Linked DNA regions of Sus scrofa: region 1 is linked to region 2. The links are chromatin contacts, called in public HiChIP or PLAC-seq maps. All regions are on one chromosome and are shown on one strand. Each heading gives the region's core, a stretch centred on a gene start, on an enhancer-like site or on the middle of the called end of the contact. The rest is flanking DNA. Distances are from core to core; before and after follow the strand shown.

Region 1 (2,700 bases), core at 142-2,641, 170 kb after region 2:
TCTGTTTCTGTTCTGCAAATAAGTTCATTTGTATCCTTTTTTTAGATTCCACATATAGGTGAGGTGATGTTTGTTCTTCACTGTCTGACTAACTTCCCTTGAGTTTCTAGGTCCATCCGTGTTGCTGCAAATGGCATTATTTCATTCTTTTTATGCTGAATAATATTCCATTGTATATGTACCACATCTTTATCCATTCCTCTGTCGATGAACATTTAGGTTGCTTCCATGTCTTAGCTATTATAAACAGTGCTTCAATGAACATTTGGGTGCATATATCTTTTTGAATGATGGTTTTCTCTGGATAGATGCCTAGGAGTGGGATTGCTGGATCATATGGTAGTTCTATTTTTAGTTTTTTGAGGACCTCCATACTGTTTTCCATAGTAGTTGCACCAATGTGCATTCCCACCAACAGTGTAAAAAAAGAGAGAGGACTCAAATCAATTAAATTAGAAATGAAAAAGAAGTTACAGCAGACATCACAGAAATACAAAGGATCATAAGAGACTACTACAAGAAGCTATATGCTAATAAAAATGGACAACTTCGAAGAAATGGACGAATTTTTAGAAAGGTACAATCTTCCAAGAATAAACCAGGAAGAAATAGAAAAGATGCATGGACCAATCACAAGTACTGAAATTGAAGCTGTGATTAAAGAACTTCCAACAAACAAAAGTCCAGGACCAGATGGCTTCACAGGCGAATTCTATCAAAAATTTAGAGAAGAGTTAACACCTATCCTGAAACTATTCCAAAAAATGGCAGAGGAAGGAACACTCTATATTTAGTTTTTTTTAAGGAATCTCCAAACTGTTCTCCATAGTTCCAAACCCCAGTTGTAAGTAATGTGAGTGATATAGAAATTGCGTTTCTTCTTAAATCTTACCCTTCAGGGTGTTCCCTTGTGGCGCAGCATGTTAAGGATCTGGTGTTGTCGCTGCAGCAGCTCAGGATGCTCTTGTGGCACAGGTTCAGTCCCTGGCCTGGGAACATCTATATGCTATGAGAACGGCAAAAAAAAAAAAAAAAAAAAAAAAAAAAAAAAAGGAAAAGAAATCTTACCATGTTAAGATTGATTTTTGAAAATGTGAAAATTCACATAAAAATTAGTTTTTCCATTAAGTCTTTAGCCCATACCAAATTCTCAAAATTTCTTTGCTATAAGCAGATGCAATTGCCCACCTATTTTGGAAACAAATTTTCTTCAATGGTCTTATGTATTTTCTGGTTGAATGTTTTGCTTCCCTGACCAGATTATAAACTCTGAGAGTTCATTTTTTTATGACCTCTGAGACCCTCAAAGCCTTGCAAAAGAGCAAGCACCAAGCATTTAATCCTTTTTTATTTAAGTGCCTAAGCAGAAGGAACTGACTCAAACTTCAGGAAGTAGCTGTGAGGACAGGGTGGCAGGAAATGACAGAAAACCTGAATACGGAACTGAAGCAGCAGCTCAGAATTTCTTGCTCTGAAGTCGCAGCAGCTAGAGAGGAGCTGAGTGTCGCTGTGAGGAGCTGAGAGCTGAGAGCTGAGAGCAAACGCTTGCACGGTTGAAGGTGAGTTGTCCGAGCAGTGGGAAAGTTGGGGGGCACAGGACAAGAGTTGAAGTGAGAGGACCCTGCCTGGCTCTTAGTCTTTGCTGAGAGGCCAAGTCACTGCTAGTCGGCTTTTCACCTTTTATGGCCAGAAGTCCAGGGTGTGGGTGGTTGTGGGTAATGAGCATCTGGGGATAGAAGCAGAAGGAGGAGGCTGGAGCTCAGGGAACAGGATTTAGCAGCCCTCGACCACCCCTGGTTTCTGCTGACAATTCACGGCCCTCTCTAAGGCCCCTTGCTCCTAGGTACTGAGTTGGGAGGTGAAGACAGTCTGTGCCCTCGGAGGGTGTGTGAGCTAGCAGAGCCAAAACCCACGGGAGACACTGCAACAGATCCGGAAGTAGTAGTTGCTAATATACACCAGTGCTGAGATCCAAGTGCTAAAATGAAGGCATGGTGGTTCCACGAGGGCAGGTTTCTATGAATGTTGGATCATAGAGTCCCGGGGTGTCAGAATGGAGGGGACTTGATGGATTCGCAAGGATAACCTCTTTGTTTCTTTTCCATTGGGAAAAACAGTATCAGGGATGTTCAATGATTTACCAAATTGTTTTCATTGATATTTGTCATTTGCTTAGGCTGGTACCTGGCAAATAAGTACATATGGTCTCTATGTTGACTTCCTGGTCTCTTCTGATTCCCAGTCTGTGTACTTTTCTGAGGCAGCCTCATGATGAAGCCTTGACATCCTGGACTCCAGGCCTCACCACGTTACTCTGGATTCCACCTCTAGATAACATGTATGGGCTTCCTTATTTCTGACCAGTAGCTCAAGGATACTAAATTGCCTGTGTCAGAAAGCCTGCCCTTTGTTTCAAAAGTACATGAGGATGGGAGGCTTATGGGAGAGTAAGGCTGAGGCCTGAACAGCAGGAAAGAAGCCGGGACCATTGGTCCTCCATGCTGCTTCTCAGCCCACGGATACTTCAAAAACTTCTATTTTCCAGTTTTCTATGTGAAGTCCTTTTGTGGCAGAGTGGCCCAAAAGCCAGGACTAGAGGTGTTAGCTTCATGGTCCCCATCCATTGTTGTTACCCCACAGGGGAAGGCAGGGCTACTCTCAGCAATGACTCATCCCACTGTCCAGCTGACTTGGTCAGTA
Region 2 (2,700 bases), core at 86-2,585:
TTATGGTTCGATGATCTCAAAGTTTCCTTCCCACTCTGTAATTCTATGAGGACTATTATGTAAAGAATGAATGTTTTACATACCAAATCATAATATACTATCTTTTCCTTTCTGGAATCTAAACCATCCAACTATTAAAGTAAAAGAGCTCCAATTTCTACCTCAACAACATGAAAGAGAAGTATATCAAAACTACTTCCCCAGGACAAACAAAAGGAGAAATCATAAGCAGTAAATGTCTTTCTAGTATATTAATAACACACCCTTCAAAACTTTGATAGTATTTGAAAACTGATTGAATGAAATTGGGGGTCCAAAAGAGACACAGATTATTAGAATGATCCAGAATCTCTCTCCAGGAACACACTAAATAACACCCTCATCAGTCAGAGACATCAAAAATGAAGACAGGAAAGAACATTTCCCCACCAACCTCAAGGCATTCACCTCCTCCTGCATAATAATAGTTCGGCCCTTGCCCTCTCCATTTGTCACCTTATTACAGTTGTCGCTAGAATAACACGGGTCTGAACTGCGCAGGTCCAGTTATACGTGGGTTTTTTTTCAATAAATAGTTTATATTTTCATCTTCAGATCTTTAACGTAGTGTGGGGAAATGCTTGTGTCTGATTAGAGATCACAACACAGGTAATTAAAAGAACTAGGTTAAGAGTCCTGATTCTACCCAAAAGGTTTCAGCTTCTTAGGTGAGTCCGGTATCAATTCCTTCGTTTTTGAGGCAGAGATAGGAATACGTGGATATTGCACTGCTTGGGGTCGACGCCCCTATTCCCTGCTTTGTTCAAGGGTCTACTGAATTTTCCTTTCCACCTCTGCATGATCCGCCAGTTACGTCTCTCTCCATCCATAGTCACCCCGCAGCCTTTCTCCACAAGTGGCCCTTCCTACCTGTTGGTCTCACTTAAATCTCTCTGCCCAGAATTACCCACACCTGCTCCACCCAGGTGCTTGCACCGACCCTTCCGGACTCGGGGTATGGCAGTGGACTGCGCTGGGCACCCCATTCTCCCGCAGAGTCAGCAGTCTGTGCGAACACGACTTGGAGAGGGTTGTTCTTTCGCACCCCCATACCCAGAGCTTCCCCCTTTCCCCCGGGGTCGTCCTCACTCACAGCGCACAGTGTGGAAGGCGCAGCGCGGCTGCTTCTCAAAACTCTCGCCTAACTTGAGAACCCGCTCGCGGCTGTCAATACGCGAGGGTCTCCCTGCTCCATTCATTATTCTCCTCGGTCTCTGAACTGCCTCCGCCAGCAGCGCTCACCACCAGCTGCCAACTCAGCCTGAAACATCTGCACTTGCAGCCGCCTACGCAGCCAAAAAAGACTCCGCCCCGCGCCCGGGGAGCGTGGCCCCCACAGGATGCCTCTCGCGTGTTGATTGGCTGCCGCCTTAGGAGTGCCCGCCCCTTGGCCCCGAGGCTCCGGGTCCCGCAGCCGAGCCCCTCCCCCTTCTCACGTTGGGACGCACGCAGCCCCGGGAGGCTATGGTTCTGAGGTACACGGCAGGAGCTGTGTGCTGCTGAGGAGGAACGCGAAACGGAGCGAGGTAGCCTACGTGAGGCGGCGGCTAGGGAAGGAGAATGTCCAGGGTGCCGGGAGGCCTGGACTCCAAGCTTATGGGCCAAGTGACCCGACTTGCAGGAGCTCTAAAAGGAGAATCGGCCTGCTCCACGCCTTTCTGTGGAGATCTGGTGTGGAAACTGAGGCGGGGGAGGGGCGGAACCTGGACTCCAGGCGCGGCGTCGTGCCCGAGGCCTGGTAGCGCCGAAGCTGGATCTAGAATCCTGAGTAAAGGAACCAGTGCCCACCGAGCCGTGGTCCTTGGATCTGACTGGAGGCGACGCCGTTACCTCAGCAAGAGTTTTCTGACCTTATGTTCCAGAGCAGGGTCCCAATGGTCAGGTCCCAGAGGGGAGTAGGAGTTGGGGGTTGGAGGGAGTGGAAAAAGAGTTCAGAGTTAGGAACTACAGATATTTAGGATCCCCTGCGGCTGGTTTGCATTTGGTTGCCTTCGTTTATTTTCTTCACAGTGATGCGTGCAGGCAGTAACGACACGGCCCCCACGAAAGACAAGATTCCCAAAAGATCAGGGCCAGAGCTTTTGCTCTGGCTACAGGGTGATAACATTAATAATTGAAAAATAATTTGTCTTTTTTTTTTTTTTTAATCTGTCAAAAGTTCGTGAGTTTAAGGGTAGAGATGAGAGAAGTGCTGTATGAGAAGAGAAACACTCAAGAGAAAGTTTACAAATGGTTGCCATAACACTGGTGGTTTTTCAGGGTAATTGTATAATCAGACTACTCTTTAGTTAACTTATTCCTTTGCCAAATTTATTATTCCAGGCAAGTAGATAAATGTGTCCCCCTCAACCTATCTGCTTGTGTAAATTATACTCTTTTAAGCATACTAAAGCTGTTTCCTGTGGTAGTTAAGCACCTGAGTTCTGGAGCCAGAATCTTTTATGAGTTTGAACCTCAGCTTCATGCTCTACATTGTGACCTTGTGCAAACCAAAGTAAGTATGTTTGTCATTAAAATTAGGGGAAGAGGTAGTACTTACACCTTAGAGTTGTTGAGAGGATTAAATTAGTTAATGCCTGAAAGCATTTTAAACAATTCATGGCATCCAGTAAACGTTCTCCAAATGGTTATTGTTTTTGAGACTTTACTGTCATGCAACGC

The links. HiChIP or PLAC-seq counts read pairs in DNA pulled down with a chosen protein or histone mark.
Region 1: a contact with region 2 is called in an H3K27ac HiChIP or PLAC-seq map of alveolar macrophages. The contact joins the promoter of HCLS1 here to the promoter of EAF2 in region 2. A contact is called at or near these places in 1 of 47 Hi-C or Micro-C datasets (skeletal muscle) and 2 of 2 datasets of contacts at active chromatin or transcription factors (alveolar macrophages and skeletal muscle).

Annotation. Positions count from the first base shown.
Region 1 is chr13:138,850,996-138,853,695 of Sscrofa11.1, forward strand. It overlaps HCLS1 (hematopoietic lineage cell-specific protein), which reads left to right and starts at 1,392. Exons shown (of 14, transcript XM_013980963.2): 1 at 1,392-1,559.
Region 2 is chr13:138,680,267-138,682,966 of Sscrofa11.1, forward strand. It overlaps EAF2 (ELL-associated factor 2), which reads right to left and starts at 1,336. Exons shown (of 6, transcript XM_013980937.2): 1 at 1,133-1,336. The coding sequence starts at 1,238.